2 separate regions of the Canis lupus genome follow, and region 2 is linked to region 1. A link is a contact called in public Hi-C data. All regions are on one chromosome and are shown on one strand. Each heading gives the region's core, a stretch centred on a gene start, on an enhancer-like site or on the middle of the called end of the contact. The rest is flanking DNA. Distances are from core to core; before and after follow the strand shown.

Evidence for each region. Hi-C and Micro-C count contacts between places; a contact is called where the count stands out from the background.
Region 2: a contact with region 1 is called in a Hi-C map of blood, with 4 times the contacts expected there. The contact joins the enhancer-like site here to the promoter of BHLHE40 in region 1. A contact is called at or near these places in 4 of 9 Hi-C or Micro-C datasets (amygdala, blood and liver).

Annotation. Positions count from the first base shown.
Region 1 is chr20:12,722,186-12,725,420 of UU_Cfam_GSD_1.0, forward strand. It overlaps BHLHE40 (class E basic helix-loop-helix protein 40), which reads right to left and starts at 1,562. Exons shown (of 5, transcript XM_038565786.1): 1 at 1,245-1,562; 2 at 1,007-1,076; 3 at 638-745. The coding sequence starts at 1,324.
Region 2 is chr20:12,835,554-12,838,788 of UU_Cfam_GSD_1.0, forward strand. The region is part of intron 59 of ITPR1 (inositol 1,4,5-trisphosphate receptor type 1); the gene reads right to left. Among named protein-coding and RNA genes, the nearest start is that of BHLHE40, 110 kb to the left of the region's middle. Within about 2 kb of position 1,513, at least 12 of the 20 cell types and tissues checked have an H3K27ac peak or open chromatin away from gene starts, as enhancers often do. A contact at or near this core is called in blood, where this site is marked.

The DNA.
Region 1 (3,235 bases), core at 312-2,811:
AGGGGAATCCGGAGATAACATTTCTCTGCAGTGGTGTCAACCTGAGGAGGGACTTCTACTGTGTCTGGCAGCCAAGAGGCTTCCCCTAGCTTCTTTTCCTGACACCCTTTCATAACTTTCAGCTCATCCAGGCTTTTTACTTCCTCCTCAAATACTATTTTTTTTTTTCCTTTCCCCAACCGAGCGCTGCCAAGCCAGTAAGCTGTCGGCTACTGCCAAGAAAGGACAGGACATAAAAATCGCGCACCCAAACAAGTCCTCTTTATTTTTAAAAAGGGGGATGGCCGAGAGTAGGGGGGTAAATAAAATCTGCGTGTTGCTTGGTTTAGCCAAGTCAGCAAAACTAAAGAACCCTGAAAATCACCAGAAAGGAAAGACCTAAACTCTTGAAAACGAAGGCTAGTTGGTGTTGGAGCCAACTTGGAGAAGTCCAAGCGGTTCTCACTTCATTTGCATGAGGCTGCCAGAAAAATCCCAGAGCCGGGGGGAATGGTACCCCAAAACAGAGCCACCCGCCAGCCCCGCGCCGGCCATCTGGTCTGCAGTTCCCTGTGGGGCCTGCAGGCGGCGGCGAGTGACCCCCGCCCGCCCTCTGGGTAGAAGAGCTGGCTTGGAGCGGGGCCAGCTTCTCACTTACTGTAAGTTTGAGATGTTCGGGTAGGAGATCCTTCAGCTGGGCGATGCACTCGTTAATCCGGTCACGTCTCTTTTTCTCGATGAGCCGGTGCGGCAGTTTGTAGGTCTCCTGCAAGGCGCACGGGGAGGCGGTGGGCGCCAGGGCAAACGGGCGAGAAGCCCCTCTCCTCCCCTCCCCTGCGGCGCGATAAGAGTTGGGGCCGCGGAGTCACACCCAGAACCACTTTCTGCCCCTTCCCGTCCAAGCCGTTTCACAGAAGCACCGAGCCCACACCTTGCATCCCCCCGCCAAGCTCCAAGTGCGAAAACTTTTCTTGGCAGCAGCGCGCGCGCCTGGGGCTGGGGTCCCGAGGGGCGCGGTGTGTCTTACCTTGCTATCCTCGCTCCGCTTTATTCCCCGCCTCGACTTGTACACTTGGTACATGTGGGCAAAATCCATCCTGCAGGAAGAGGGGCCAGGTAGGGTCGTGACTTTGCGTGCCCGAAGGCTGCAGGCGCCCTGGAGGGTTAGAGGCCCCCGGACGCGCCCGGAGCTGCTCCGAGTTGAGAGCGGCGCAAAACGCAGGGCCGGAGCTGAGGCTTGGAGGGGCCGGGGAGCGCCAACTTACCCAGGTAGGTCTCCGGGCTCCAGTCCCGGAGCTTTGGGCAGGCAGGCGGGGGGCGGTTGCGCGCTGGGGATCCGCTCCATGGCGCGGCGAGCCGGGGCCACTGTGCACTCCCGTCTGCAGTAGCGGAACGTCGGGGTGAGGACTGTCCTGCAAGGGGCTCCCGGGAGGGGGGCTGTCTCTCCGCAAGGGTTCCTCCGGGTCTGAGCTCCCCGAAATCCGCTTGGGCTGCCGGGCGCTGCGGCTTTGAGGTGCTGCTTCAGTTGGGGGCGTGCATGGTGTCCCCGCGGCCTCTGGCTCCGGCTCTGCGCGCAGACTGGCGGTGTGTGCTCCCTGCGCCGTCTGCGCGGTGCGAGCCAAGTGAATGAGAAGTGGGGCGGGCGGGGAGGCGGGAGGGAGCGCGGGGGGGGCCGGCTGGGCGGAGGGGGTGGGGGGGCGAGCTGAGGAGTAATGGAGAGGCTGCGGGCTGGGTTAAATGGGAGCGAGTGGGTGGGTTGGAGCTACGTGTTCTACCCTGTGACTCCAGGCACGTCTGGCCGCTGCCAGGGAGGGAAGGAGCGACCTGCCCGCCCTCCCCCGGCTTCATCACATGAGTCTCACGTGTTGGACAACGCTCCCGCGGCTGCGAGGGAGCCCCCACCCCCAGTCCCGGCCCCCAGGTGTCTGCGGCTGCGGCGGCCTTTCCCCGAAGAGGGGGTGGCAGCGCGGCCTGGGTCCTGCCCAAGCGGGCGGGGGGCGCGGAAGCTGGAAGGGGCCGGGGAGCCGCCGCCGCCGCCGGGCCCGGGTGGTGGTGGTGGGGGGGGGGTAGTAACGTGGGCGAACCTGCCCCAGGGAAATGAAGTAAGTTCCCGTCTCCTGGGAGGGAACGGGGGAGGACGGATCCGCCCGCGTCTGACTCAAGCCGGGAGAGGAATATCCCCTCGCTCGCTCCAGCCCAGCCCTCTTCCTCCTCCCCCGCCCGGCCGGCTCCGAGGAACCGGCGCGCAGCGGAGGGAGTCGCCCGGCCCCCCTGCCCTCCCCGGAGGCTGGTGCTGCTTTCCGTCCCGGCTTCCCCGCCCCCACCCCCACCCCCACCCCGCGCCCGGCGTCCAGGAATCGCCCGCCGCGGGGAGGGGCCGAGGGGCGGGGCGGATGTCACCCCATGGGAAGCGGGCCGGCCGCCAAGCGCAGGGGCAGCCGAGGCCGCCGCCGAGCACGCCGCGCGCACCTGACCGCCGAGCGAGTGCGCCGCGGGCCTGGCTCCCCGGGCTCGGCCGCTGGGGACAGCCCGCAGCCGCGCCGCCCGCACCCTCCCGCGCGCTCCCGGGGTCCCGCGGCCCACGTCCGCCCCGCCTCGGCCAGGCCCGCGCGGAGAGGCCCCGGGCGCGGCGCCCACGTGCCCTCCCTCCCTGCCCCCTCCGGAGCAGAGGCGCCCGGGTCGCCTCCCCTCCGGCTGCAACGTTACACAACTGCGGCGGCGACGCCTGCCCTGCGGCAGCACCGGGCGTGACGCTTCACGTGGCCGGAGCTCGGGCCACGGGGCCGCCGCCTGCGAGGCCCTCCCGGCCGCCCCCGTGGGACGCGGACCCCGGGCCCGGGGAGGGACGCGGTGTGCCCGCCGGGGTGGGCCGCCCCCCAGCCTGCCGGGAACTCGGCGGCGCTGTTGGCGGTCTGCACCGCGGGGAGGGAGGAGAGAGACCAGGAAAAACTATCTGCCCATCACGTTGAAATCTTAGGCTCCGTCCAGTGGATCCACGTTGTCGAGCCCCCTCCTCTGTGCCGGGCGTTGTGGCCTTCGCCAGAGATTCCCGGGGGGTGGGAAGCAGGCAGATGCTGCCCTTGAATTTACAGGAACCTCTGGGAAGGGAGACGCTGGGCGAGGAGGGGAAGGCAGCCCTGGGAAAATTACATAGGTGCCACTGGCTGGCAGGAAAAAAAAAAAAAAGCTAAGTTTGTTTTGTTTCAAAATTTATTTAATGCGGACCCAGATGCGTGGGAGGAGGAGGAGGAGGAAG
Region 2 (3,235 bases), core at 263-2,762, 110 kb after region 1:
TATAATTTCTGTGCCCAGCAGAGGGTTAAGTATTGAGGGTCTCAAGATGAGCAAGACCAGGTCCCTGCCCCCAACGTGCTTCAGTGCACAGACTGTCGTTACAAGGACGGTCCTAGGGCATGGTTCTTCACTTCTGAGAGCCTCCCCTCCCAAGCTGTGACCTGCCGGATGAATGAGTGTGGTCCACCAGTATTAGGAGGACTGCTATGGGCTGCTGTGCTCATCGTCTCAGTGGCTATGATGATGCACTCAGATCCCCTTTGCTTTTGCTTTACTTGGGCTTCCATGAGTGAGACACCCATCATCCTGGGGCATGAAGGTCCGGCCCAAGGGTATATAATGCCACAGACAGAAAATAATGCATCTTTTTTTTAGAATGCCCGTTTCACTGAATGGTAAATTATTGAAAATATTTTTATGTTAAACTCAAAATATGCCCTACAAAGAACATGACATTTAATCAAATTTTAAAAGTTAAATCCAAGATTTGAAAGAAATGTCCTATTTGCCTGAGGCCACTTTAGGCCACATACCCTGATCCTAGGGATAAACCTTCATTCTCCAGCTCAGTGGAGTCCTTGAGTGCAGAGCTGGAAAAGGATTTCTGGCTGATATTTCTGATATTTTCTGGCTACCGCCACACAGCTTCTCCCTCAGTGCTTTCCTCCAACTCTGATACATAACAATGCGATCTAAGATGGGGGAATCCCACTAAAATCCTAAACCACCGGAAAGCAGCTCAACTGCAGAAATTCAAGTAGTCCGGATGGCATGTATTTTTAGCTTTTCTGCACTGAAGCAGGTAAATCCCCAAATCTGAAATCCTCCGTGTTGCCAGTATTTTAATTAAATAATCATCCCGAGCTGTTAAGTCAAATCTCAAATTACCAAGGAGTACCTAGTGGTTATAATTAATTAGCAATTCTAGCCACACTGTTCTCTCAGCTTCCATTTGATTTTGCACCCTGCACAGTAGGATAAGCTCTGGTGCAGTGTAAGGTTGCTCACCGACTGCATCTCCCTCCGTAGAGAATCTAAGTCTCGAAGGGAAAATGCTTAGACGATCCCAATTACTAGTACAGGGGCAGAGAACACTTGAATCCAATCACTTTGTATTTAGCTTGGACTTTCATAGGAGATGGTGCGCCTGCTTGAGTGCTCTAGGATTCCAGGGGAGCCTGCAGTACACGGTGCTCCAGCTGGTCAGTCTGGAGGCCTCGAAGCGTTTGCAGCATCCTGCCTTTATGTGCACTGAAGATCCAAAACACGGCTCAGTGTCTTGGCTTCTGCATTTTTTGAGGAAATCATCTTCAACTGGCATTTTGTCTGTACGTGAATTTAGTGTGTGTGCACACGTGTGTGTGTGTGTGTGTGTGTGTGCAGGAGGGTGGAGTTGGGGGAGGCTGTGGGTTCAGGGAGCGTCTGTCAGCAGCATCTGTCGCTCTGGGCCTGAGACGTCCCCCGTGCCTGCCTGGCTCTCCTTGCTGCTGGCATCTCGCATACCAATGTCGTTAGGCACCGTCTGCCCTGGTCCTCCTACAATCCAGCCAGTGCAGTTCCCGGCACAGCAAGCGCTTCCTCTGTCAGAGCAGACAAACTGACTGAAGCCACAGCCGGAAGCAGGCTGACCACAAGTGCTAAAGTTCTGGTTAGTTCTTTTCTAGGTAAAGTTGGAAAAGTCCCTGCAAAGGCAAACATTGAAGTTTTAGACACGGGGGCGGTACTGACCTCTTGAAATGTCCTTGACTGGAAAGAAGGAGGGTGTGTGTGTGTGTGTGTGTGTGTGTGTGTGTGTGAGAGAGTGTGAGAGACAGAGAGGAGGAGGAGAGGAAGTTGGATTGTATGATGCAAATGCTAATCATTCTGAGAAGAGGTTTTTTTTTTTTTCTTCTTCCCAGGTTCAACTGAAGAGGCTGTTCTAAGAAAGACGACTGAGGTAATCAATTACCTTCCTCGGAGAAAGTCTGCTCAGGTAGCAGTTTGTTTACCATGTAAACAGTGGAGCATTTACTGTTGAAATAGCCGGACTAGAGATTTTGGATCTCTCGGTGGGGGGCACAGTGGGGGGCAGGAGGGCAAGAGAGATGGTGGGGGAGAGAAGATGGGTCCTGGGGAAGGAGACCTGTGGCTTGTCTCTCCCAGTCCCCTCTGAGGAGATTCAGAAAGGTAAAGACTGTCCCTTCAACTCACATGACAGATGTGTGTCTACTCATCTTACTGAGCAGGATGACAAACCAGGTTTTCCCAGAAAGCCTGGGACCGCAGGGGACAGGAGTGACTAGAGGAGGCAGGGGTGCAGGGGAGGACTGCGGGTAATCCTTAACTTTCCAAAAGCAAGAATACAGGACACTTCATGAACTTCAGATTACTTGCCCCTTTGGTGGGGAGGGGTGACTTTTTTTTACTGAAGGGGACTAAAATAATTCATTTTTAGGGCTCACTTTTCTGAGACCACAGCAAAACAAAACCCAGAATCTGTTGCTTTGGGTGAGAAACGGTGATAATGATCTCTAACTCTGCTCAGTGATTCTAAAATTGCTATTTATAGCAAATATTATACATTAAAAACAACTAAACTAAAAAAATGGATGCCAGCTATGGACACAGTAAGAAGATCAGGGGCTGGGGGGAGGGAAGGACGTCTTGGTGGAGCGCAGAGGATTTTTAGGGCAGTGAAGCTCTTCTGTTTGCTGCTGTAGTGCTGGATACAGGTCACTGTATAATTGTTAAAGCCTGTAGAAGGTACAACACCAAGGGTGAGCCCTAACGTAAACTGGTCTGTATTTAATCATGTGTCATATATTGGTTCATCAGTTAGAACAAATACACCGCAGTAATAAAAAATGTTAATAAGAGGGGAAACTATGTGTGTGAGTGTGGGGAGGGGAGGTAGGAAGGGAGCAATATACGGGAACCCTGTGCTTTCTGCTGTTTTTATGTAAACCTAAAACTGCTATAAAAAATAAAGTTCACTAAAAACAAGGGATCCCACACTTGGAATTTGTTGGCCAGTCCCAAGTCCAAAGATCCACTTTCCTCTGTTCCAAAGTTCAGTGAACTCAAACCACATACGGTATCTCTACATTTCACAGGTGCCTTTCTACCACAGCCTTGTGACATGAGTTTGTCAGCAGGAAGAGTGATGACCTGAATCAGGTGCTAAGGACTTCAGGTCACAAGCCCCCAGTGTGTTTGAGGACAGTGCGCCAGTGAAGGTGTCAGTTAACCAACTGGG